3 separate regions of the Mus musculus genome follow, and regions 2 and 3 are each linked to region 1. The links are chromatin contacts, called in public Hi-C maps. All regions are on one chromosome and are shown on one strand. The core of a region is the stretch at or near the end of the contact, and the rest is flanking DNA. Distances in the headings are between cores, read along the strand shown.

The links. A called contact is a pair of places that touch in the nucleus more often than the background predicts.
Region 2: a contact with region 1 is called in a Hi-C map of cortical neurons, with 5 times the contacts expected there. The contact joins two enhancer-like sites. A contact is called at or near these places in 1 of 39 promoter capture datasets (hippocampal neurons), 10 of 484 Hi-C or Micro-C datasets (cerebellar granule neurons, cerebellum, cerebral cortex and 4 more), 3 of 115 datasets of contacts at active chromatin or transcription factors (astrocytes, embryonic forebrain and forebrain) and 1 of 9 other capture datasets (embryonic stem cells).
Region 3: a contact with region 1 is called in a Hi-C map of cerebellum, with 4 times the contacts expected there. The contact joins two enhancer-like sites. A contact is called at or near these places in 2 of 39 promoter capture datasets (hippocampal neurons and liver), 4 of 484 Hi-C or Micro-C datasets (cerebellar granule neurons and cerebellum) and 2 of 115 datasets of contacts at active chromatin or transcription factors (embryonic hindbrain and neural tube).

What each region holds. Positions count from the first base shown.
Region 1 is chr13:84,057,937-84,061,358 of GRCm38.p6, forward strand. All of the region lies in intron 1 of Gm17750 (predicted gene, 17750), which reads right to left. Among named protein-coding and RNA genes, the nearest start is that of Gm17750, 5.1 kb to the right of the region's middle. RefSeq lists an enhancer at 295-3,138. Within about 2 kb of position 1,540, at least 74 of the 459 cell types and tissues checked have an H3K27ac peak or open chromatin away from gene starts, as enhancers often do. A contact at or near this core is called in cerebellar granule neurons, cerebellum, cerebral cortex and 5 more, where this site is marked.
Region 2 is chr13:83,654,583-83,658,004 of GRCm38.p6, forward strand. It overlaps Mef2c (myocyte enhancer factor 2C), which reads left to right. Exons shown (of 11, transcript NM_001347575.1): 8 at 16-39; 9 at 925-1,054; 10 at 1,635-1,770. It overlaps Gm52044 (a long non-coding RNA gene), which reads right to left. Exons shown (of 3, transcript XR_003950630.1): 3 at 1-3,422. Among named protein-coding and RNA genes, the nearest start is that of Gm52044, 6.0 kb to the right of the region's middle. Within about 2 kb of position 1,704, at least 37 of the 459 cell types and tissues checked have an H3K27ac peak or open chromatin away from gene starts, as enhancers often do. A contact at or near this core is called in cerebral cortex, cortical neurons, forebrain and 2 more, where this site is marked.
Region 3 is chr13:84,403,131-84,406,552 of GRCm38.p6, forward strand. No RefSeq gene overlaps it. Among named protein-coding and RNA genes, the nearest start is that of Gm41011, 61 kb to the left of the region's middle. Within about 2 kb of position 1,586, at least 23 of the 459 cell types and tissues checked have an H3K27ac peak or open chromatin away from gene starts, as enhancers often do. A contact at or near this core is called in cerebellar granule neurons, cerebellum and neural tube, where this site is marked.

The DNA of each region.
Region 1 (3,422 bases), core at 290-2,789:
AAATCAAGAAAAATGAAAATCATTACTTAAAGAATAAAATAAAATATACATCATTAAAATGAATAATGCATAGATTATTGATAGAAATGTTTATAATCTAAAAACTTCCAAAACACTGGAATTAAAACTGTCAGAACCCACCGCCCCCAATGAAAATGCAGATTTGAAAGTTGATAATAATCTAACTGCATGCAATTATTTTGTTATCTATGGACACTGTTGAGATGTTTACATTAATTAAGAAGCCCATTTTTATAGCCATTTTTTAATACCCAGAAAAATGAGATTGGGAAAGAAGCTGGGCTACTGAGTGGGTATGTATTCCTGAGAGTGTGTCTGGATTTGTTTTTCTGTTTGGGGGGCTTGAATAACCCGTCCCTGGTGCAATAAAGAGAGATTTGTCTCCCTGCTTTCTAGCACTTTGGTGATGCTAGAGTAGGGTGCCAAGTAAGTTAAGCAAGTCTCCCATCCGCATCAGGAACCACCTTAACCTAGAGAGCTATCAAGGAAAATACTTTGGGATCTAGATGCTGGCTTTGACCAACTGTAGGAGGCTAAGAGGCAAACAGACCCACCAAAGTCTGACAAAGGCAAGAAGTCCCTGAAGACACAAGGCAAAAAGACAGAGCAACAACCCCATAGAAAACTACACTTACAGCAGCTCAGAAATACACAAATACCGTTTAGAAATGGCCTAAAATTCTCACATGGGAACAAAAGGTTAACTATATGATTAAGAGATATATTGTTCTGTTTTTGATTTAAAAAAAAAAAAAGAAACACAATTTGTGACTTCATATTTTTTTCCTTTCATCTTATAAAATTCTCATTCTGAATTTGAGCATGGGTACGAGAAGTACGGTAATTAACAGAGTCAACAATACAATATTTTAACAGAATATCCACCTGCAGCTGGTTCTTTGCTTATAATTGTTTCATTATTCATTTTATTTCTTGAGCACGCACTGGTGGAAAGCAAAAGAAAGGCATACTGTAGGCCTCCCTGAGATGAAACACTGTAGCAAAAGCTGAGTTTTATACTTGGTTTTCAAACTATTGAATAATATCCTATGAGACCTCTTAGGTCTTAACTGGATTAAAATGAATATATTTGTGCTCCTGCTCTTCAGTTAACTAATGTGCATGTGAATTGACGCTGCGAGGGAGCCACACTGAGAGTAGATGCAGGGGACAGGACGAGTGTCGCTGTGCAAAGGAGTGAGCAGGCTGCCTTTGCCTCCGACAAAATGAAAATGAGCAGGCCTTGGGGTCTGGTGCATTTTGTCGGGGCCAGAAGAGCAGCTGAGCTGAGGGATGAAGGGGGAGGGGAAAGGGTGGTGGTAAAAGGGAGGTGGAGAACAGGGTGTGGGGTGTGTGTGTGTGTGTGTGTGTGTGTGTGTGTGATCACTCTGAGGTTTTAGTTATGACTGTGGTGCTTGCGGTTTTTGTTTAGTTGTCTCGCAGCATAAACAGCCTTGAGCTTCAGGTTCAGGGTGGAGTGCATGCAAAGGGAATGTCAACGTAGTTCTCTTTCTGTCCTTTCCCCGTGGTTGCTACTCAGAAAACTGTGGCTGGGAAGGAGTGGGATGGGGGGGAGGTGAAGTAAAGAGAAGGGGGTCTGTCTGCAGCTGCCCCTCTCACACTTGAATAAAAGAACTTTTTTTTTTCAGGGGTAGGGAAGCTGTGAATACCTTTCCCAATAAGAGATGAGGCATATTGAAAACTATATTAAATTACCCTGATTAACAATTTAGCCACGAACAGGGGAGCTTTGGGAGATCTCTATAGGCAGGACTGGGGGCTATTCATGCCAGCAGCTAAGAGGTCGAAAGGTTTCTGAAGTTCACAGGCTCAGAGCCTTTGTTATGCTAACAGACAATCTCAAATCAGCTGCCTAGTGGAGTGTGAAATATAAATGATTCCTTGAGAACTTCCAGTAAGTTGTCACTCTTGCTCTCCAAATACCAGGACAGGCTGCTAATTTCTAGCAGACCCTTTTGCAACATCGCTAGCCCTAAATGAATGCCTTTGTAGTTCAAATAATCTTTTCAAGGGAGCTGTCCTATCATCATAGCCCAAACGCATCTTGGTTTTGACTATTAAATGAAAATCAGAGTTCAGCCCTGCTTGACTTTTCCAAGCAGCCGATGTTTGGGAAGGGTAGAGGCAGCTCTCATGCACAAGAAGTTAGCACCCACTGCAGGAGGGCCAGGGCATTAATAACAGCTACAGCCATGACTACCCCAACTCCAACCCCCACCCCTACCCCTACCAGGAACAAAGCTCCTGGAGAGATTTACAGGGGGCTCCCCTCAGGCTGGACTACCTTCTTCTTTCAACCATACCAAGTCTTCTCTGATTTATGGACCCTCTGTCCAACAGGACAGCCAGCTGACCTGTTAGCATCTCACTGGTCACTTTGAAGCAGCAACCTTAGGGATGAATATATTCATTCTTTAGGGCAGATGAGGCCAAGAAGAAGAGGACAAGGTGTATGTCCAGGCTGTGCCCTTAGTATCAGAAGCTTGTGCATATTTTTTCCTTTTCCCATAAGTGTAAAAGCATGGCTTAAGGTCTTGGGTAGAATCTGTGAGCATGTCCAGAGAACTGTCTTAGCTCTTCACATCTGAATCTCAAAGCTTTGAAAATAAGGAAAAACACTACCAGTCCAAACCTCATATAAGTTCTGAGAGCAACAATGAGAATGTACTAAGGGAAGTATGGCCAAATCAAGCGATCTAGTAGAAAAGGGTAGGGCCAATTTAAAAAATAAAGAAATCACAGAAGAGAGGGCAGAGCAAAGGCTGAGAGGCACCCGTCTCCATGAGTCTGCACAGAGAAACAGCAGCAGGCAACCTGGCCCTTAACATTTGGGGAGAGGATTTCTGACTTCACGGTCCTCAACTTTTTGTTGAAACACTAAAAGGTCCATAACATCTCTGAATTCTCCAAATAGGGCAAGGCTGATTTCTGGGGCAAATAAAAAGTGTGTGGGGAGGGGGGGGGGGGAATCAGATGATTGTATCTCTGAATACATTCTCACAGTAAGTTCTTAAACATGAGGTAACATGTGAGCAATAAATTGAAGACGCTCTCAGAGTCTTAGAAAGAGATCTATCCATGCAAAGAGCTGAAGGCCGGCATGCTCCTCATCCTCTTCCAACTACAATTTCTAACTACTGTTGCTATAGCAACTTATGTAAACAAACACTTTTTTCTTTCTAAGGTAACTAGGACTTAGGACCATGCATTAAAACATAAATGACTGAACAATATGAATGGCTCGGTATCTCCCAACAGCTTAAATGTTATATAGCTATGCACTCAAATGTTATTTTTTACAAATAATCAGTATACAAAGTCAATCTGAAAAGAACTCTGAGATTTAACTCGGAGGCTTTAGTCAATATAGTGTAAGGTAC
Region 2 (3,422 bases), core at 454-2,953, 400 kb before region 1:
TCCCCATGCTCTCAGTCTGAGGATGTGGATCTGCTGTTGGTAAGTGGGAAGGACTCGTCCCTTGAAGGGCATGCTCGGGAAGATAACAGAACTACCTCAGTGAAAGGTGCTAGCTGTGATCAAACAGAAAGATTTTAAAACTTACCTCAATAAATGAGGGTACTGATTATGCTTAAACACCATTAATTTCTAGGATCATTGACAGCCTGTGGAAAGCATAGCTGGTTTTTGTAGGCCTTTTTCCTCTGTCCCCACCTTTTACCTAAAGACCATGTTTTAAATATTAAGACTGAACTTACTCTAAAATAGAAACACAAAAATGCATCTTTAGCTATTAAATAGTAAGACACTTATTCTTTCAAAATTTAAAATACCAGGATTTTGAGCGTAAGCATCCTTTACCTCCTGGCTATTAGGAGTTAAATACTGGCATTAGCTACTTTGCCATCCTTTTGCAAGGAAGTCGAAGCAGAAGAAAGTGGTCATAGCGCCACCTGCTGGCCATAACATAGCCTGAATCATATCTATCAGCTCTGCTGTACATAGAACTGATCACAAAACCCACTATGGTTGATTTTAATTTTTTAATTTGCATTTGAATAAAACTGAAACAATAGCAGTACAGTATACATATTTCATCAGTTCTCAACGTAGTCTGTTTTTACCCATAATAAAGCTATGGTACTTGTTACTAGTTCAGTTGCCTAGGAGATACTGATGTAATGGGTTACTATGGCAACAGCTGGTCTCTTGAAGGATTGTAAATGATAGGGTTGGCAGAGTTCATAGAGACACATGTTAAATGATTAATTTCATGAGCTTTGTACCAACTTATTTCTTTATGTGAAAAACTAATAGTGAGACCTAATATTTTTAACTTTTTAAAATCTGCCACCAATAATGTCTTTTTATTTACTTTAAAAGAATCAAAGGATAAATAACTCCCAGTCGGCTCAGTCATTGGCTACCCCGGTGGTTTCCGTAGCAACTCCTACTTTACCAGGACAAGGAATGGGAGGATATCCATCAGCCATTTCAACAACATATGGTACTGGTGAGTAGCTTTGCTATGTGCAAATATTACAGTAAACACTTTAAAAAGCATATTTTAAAAGTTATTTTCTTTGCCCTGTTGGGAGCTCGTGTGGGGCCTGTGTCCAGAATGCATGGTACAAGCACCTCTGTCTTACTCAGTGATCTACAGTGCTCCTTTTTAAGTGATGGGAAGTTTTATTTACTCAAATCGAATTCAATATTTCAAAGAAACTGAGCTACTGTCTCTTTAATGTAGTAGAACACTCACTTTCTTGAAGATTTTTAATGTAAAACCTATTTCTAGATCATAAAATATATAGATCCTTTACACTTTTAAACAAAGCTAGTATAATGTGCTAACATTTCAGGATCTATTACTGTGGATCTAGTGTGACATCCTTACTCAGATGGATAATATTTTTTTTTTCTTTTTAAATTCAAATTATCCGTGGTGTTTTATTTTCTTCTTTTCCTAAATCAAAAAACTTTGATTCAAAGTATGTTTTAGAGGTTGAAACTGTGTGATTTTGCTTACCATTTGACAGTCTAATTGTCTCTCTCTCTCTCTCTCTCCTTGCCGCTCCTTCGCTCCCATCTAGAGTACTCTCTGAGTAGCGCAGATCTGTCATCTCTGTCTGGCTTCAACACTGCCAGTGCGCTCCACCTCGGCTCTGTAACTGGCTGGCAGCAGCAGCACCTACATAACATGCCGCCATCTGCCCTCAGTCAGTTGGGGTAAGCAATAGTTATGTCTTTATTTCATAATCAGAGACTGTATCTTTTACATGATAGAAGTCTGTCTTCAACAATGCGCTTTCATGTCCATTAAAGGGCATAACATTTGATTGCTGGGAAAGCCACTTTCTGATCACATATTTCAAGTAGCTTAAATATTCCTTCCCGTGTTTGTTGGTGAAGGGCGAGTGCTAACAGTTAGGCACATTCTTTATATATAGCCTTTCCTTAATACTCTAGGGTCTGTTTCCTCCTCCTTCTGTCAGTAGTGGAGGTTTGGGTGAGGTTTCTGAAGTTTTTATGGGAAATTGAAAGTATTTATAGTTTTTTTTTTTTTTTTTTTTTTTTTTTTTTTTTTTTTACATTTTTGAGCTGAGGTTCTCATTTAGTACAAACTACATGATTTCCTCTAATATGAGTCTACTGTACATAGAATCAAGTGTTGAATTTCTATTCGGGCGTTAAATGTGTGTAACATATATAATAGCATAGGTTGTCTAGTTATAGCCATTGTGTTAAAATATATGCACAAATACTAATTAGCACATGCAGTACTAATTACTGAATATTGGGCATAAAAATAACTTTTGTTGTTTTCTGGTCAAAGTATGTATCTTTCTGCCCCCTTGTGGTTGCTTTGAGGTATATCTTTGTCATAGATGACTTCTGTCGTTTATCTATAGAGCGGTTTTCAGAAATGCCCTGAATCTACAATTTGCACCCCTTCATATAAGAGTGATACCAGACACCTCACTTTAATTTGAACTAATAATTCCAGAACTCAGCTAATCCTCAAAAGAAAATGGAATATAACTACTTCAAGATAAATTATCATATTTTACCAACATCCTACGTGCTCTCCCCACTTTCAGTTTTCTACTAAGCCACTTTAGTTACCAATTAACTAACTAGTCTTGTATCTGTATGCCTAGGGAGGTAGTGATGCAAACAAGCATCACTAATCATTACTACAACTCGCTGTTCTTGCCCCTTTGTCTCCCCTCTCCCACTGAACATCATTTGGTATGGACAGAACATAGACCAGAGTTCTGAGATACCATTCAGCAGTCAGCACTTGCCACGGCCACCCCATTGACTACTCACTGCCATGGAAAACCTAGCCTTCTGTGTGTGCAATGAAGCAAATCCACATGGCATCATGGTTGTGCTTTCTTGAAAGAGTGTTGACATTGAAGATGTATCAAGGCTTTTAACATATTTTACATTTTACATTTTATACAATGAGTTTCTCTTTTTAAGACATTTAAACTTTCCCTCCAGTGCTAATTATGTAAGTAGATTCTGGCTGCAATAACTTTTTATTTTCTGGAAATTGCCACCAAGTTCGTAATACTATCCACAGGAGTTTACATACGTAGTCACAATATTATACTGACCTACTTCTTGTCAGTAAGAAAAGGAATTGTTCATTTCTCATTTTTCACAAAATTCATCTGTCATAGCACTAAATTCCATCCCCCTGAAAGACATTATCCATATCAAAAAGCCCTATAATCACACCATCCAGGTGGCTCAAGGGCTAACGCTGCTTGTCACCAAACCTCACTTAATAACTATGACAACCTACCTGACTTGGATTGCTGGGATCCACATGGTGGAAGGAGAGGATCGGTTACTATAGGTGTTCATGT
Region 3 (3,422 bases), core at 336-2,835, 350 kb after region 1:
ACATAAGCCTGAAGCTGACCAGAATCAGGTGGGCTGCAGGAAACTGTGGTTGGCTAACCTGCTGACATGGGGCATGCATATTGGGTATAACTGTGGTAACTGTTTGCTCCTTTTGAACATAAAAATTCTGATTTTTTTGGGGGGGGGCGGGGTTTCGAGACACGGTTTCTCTGTATAGCCCTGGCTGTCCTGGAGCTCACTCTGTAGATCAGGCTGGCCTCGAACTTAGAAATCTGCCTGCCTTTGCCGCCCAAGTGCTGGGATTAAAGGTGTGTGCCACCACGCCCAGCTAAATTCTGACTATTTTTAGTGATCGTGTGGTTACTAGGCTCGCAGGGTCATGTGTATAGAGTAACTGTGAAGTCCAGCGCAGTGATTTGCCTAGATTTTGCATCAGGTGTGAAGATACCAGACATCCTTCAGAGGGAAGCCTTCTGAGGTCATGTTATTTGCAAAATTCTCGATGCAGCTTTTGAAGGTCCTAGGATGCCTCACAAGGAGAGAAGACTGTCTCCCCTTGTTCCTGATGTACTCAGTATTTTTCCCCGTAGCTCTTCTTTCTCCTTAAGCATGCAATGGACATCAACAGCTTGCTAAGAAGGTTTAAAACTTTTCCTCTTTCAAAATAAAGATTGTGAAATGCTTTTTATTTTATATCAGAAAAGAGTAGTGAAATGAGAACATACGTAGTAAGATTATGTAAAAATCTAGGAAAATTGAAGAAGCATTTCTGTTTAAAAAAATAACGACCACTTTGAAATAAACATCCATAGTAATAATTCTACATATGTTTTTGACTTGGAATTATAATAATGGCAACTCTGATTTGGATGATACTGAGAATTAATTCATAGCATATATATATTTCCTTTAAAGAGCACCCAACAGCACACAAACACTGGCACAGGGGAGAGGCTACACTTTCAAGTTGGGAAAGTAGTTTTGGCTTGGTTTCTATATTGCACATCTTAAACTTAGTGTTTGGTGTGTACTTGGGTAACCTGGGTGTATTGGTTATAACCTCTGTTAAGAGATAGCTCTTACAAAATTGTAAGATTACAGCAATACATAATTATTTATAACCCTTGGCTCTCAGTTGTTTTTTAATTGATTTTCCCCAGGAAAAACTGACATAAGTGTAGCTTTCTATTAAAGTGTATTTACAATGATGATGATGACAAAAACAAACAAAAAGAAAATAGAAAAGAAAGAAAGAAAACACTAGCAACAAGAAACAACCCAGGCCACTTACAAGTACACAGGCACATGCACACGCCCATTAACACAACTCATTCCAGTCCCAGATTACAGAGAACTAAATTAATCTGCTAATTTCAAAGCAGTATTCTGCTCTGGTCATCTCACTACATGGCTGTTTCTTTGTAGGACAATGTTAGACACAGGCTAACTGGGTTAATTGCAGCCACATGTAGATTGTCTTTTTGGATGACAAGACACTGTCTTACAATTGATCCACACACCATTGGGGGACTAATTCTGAGCTTCCTTTCGGCTCCGTGCTCATCCAGTGACAGACCGCAGCTACCTCCAAGCTCTGGGCCACATTCGCCCGGGCTTGTCGGGAGTGTGGGAACAGACACAGAGCTGGGTCAGAGGGCACGGAGCCAATGTCGCTACATGTGTGTCTCGCCTTTTGTGCGGCTCTGGCTTCGTCCTACTTTATGCAGATTTCACTTCTGCGAGGTCCAGATTGTGCCATATGGGATCCCTGTGTATGACCAGCGAGGCTACCTGCCTGTGAGAACTGTTCTGATGAAGGACTATCCGAGGAACTGCGGCCTGGGCAGTTGTTTTTCCCAGGAGATGGTCACATACAGAGAGAATTTTTGTAAGGGGGGCTCAGGGGCGATGTCTGGGGCCAAAGCCATCCTCAGTGTCTGGGAAAAGAATTGTGTGTCTGGTTCTTTACTGAGAGTGAGCATGGAATTGGGGACCTTTAAGGGCATAGCTTTCTGAATAAAAATGGTGTGTTGTTTCTTTGTCCGTCTCGTCGTTTCCCCCACTTTTTTCCTCACTTTTTATTGCTACTTTTTGTGTGACTTTTTATTACCTTCATGAGTTATGATGTTTGCTTTCCTTCTACCTGATGATGCTTAATGTTAAAGCTTCATATTAGCATTTTTTCCCTGATGGATTTGGGTCCTTGGCCTTTCTCTTACTTCATTATCCGATATAAAACATTCCATCTTTCCCCTTCTTATCCCTCAGTCTTTGTCTCTGCCTCTCCTTTCCAACTGCTACTCGTTCTTAACTTCTTAGCTTTCTGGGTTATATGGTTTCATCTAACTATTTTTGAGAGAAGTGCTCATTTTATAGTTACTAAATAAAAAAAAAAAAAAAAAAGAAAAAACATGCCGTCTCCCCTCTCTTGTCTGCTCAGTCTTTTTTTTTTTTTTAACCTCCTTACCCTGTCTATAAAACATTTCTTCTTCTCATTCATTATTTGACTCTCAGAAGTAATCCTTCCTACCTCATTTAAGAAGGAAGGTTTCTAAACATTAATGTCCCACTTCCTAGTTGTTACCTCACATCTCTCTCTCTCTCTCTGGCTGTTGTGAAACTGCAGATTTTGTTTTGTTTTTTGTTAGTGCTCACTGCTGTGTGTGTAGGATCCTGGCTTTTTAGAGTGGAGGTTTTAGTGCCCCACGTAGAAAACCACAGAAAGGAACAGTCAGAGCCCTGGTCTGATTGTTAGAGCTCTTTAGCCTCTTTCTTAATTTTTGATTTATTTAAATATGTCTCAAACTCTGCTCTGTGCCCCTCCAGCCTAAGTAAATAAACACCCACTTGTACGTGTGACTAACTTTATTCTTCATTTGAAATTCTTCATTTAAAATAACTCCTGGGAAGGTTATAGGGGCACCTATGTATTGTGGTAACCTTTCTTTGTGAGTTATAACAAAAGATGAGACATAGACGCTCTCCTCTGGCTTACGTTTCACTTCAGTGGGAATTTTTTTTTTTTTATAACACACACTATGCTTTTATTAATGCTGTCGAAACTCTCATTTTCCCCAAATACTTGGTGATACTTATCTGATTTTTTATAATAACAAATTCATTTCTTTATTTTGAGATGTAGTCTTGTATTAAAATATAAACACTACTGGGTGGACAATATATTCAGTCACTGATGCCACTTAAATATTTTCTCCCAAAGGATTCAGTTTTGGACACTAAAATTTCACAAAGGAAAGTTACAAATTGGGGGAAGTTTAGCAAAATTCAAGGTACAATAAATTTGGATTTTCCTATTTATGTCCTGAGCAAAAAGTTAGCTATTTTCCATAGAATGAAACATTTTCTTATCCTTCCTTGTTTTTTAAAGCTCCTGGTGTACACCTGTTCACTCAGGATTACGATTGTTCTTCTTATTAAGGTTTAGCAGTATTAAGTATTGT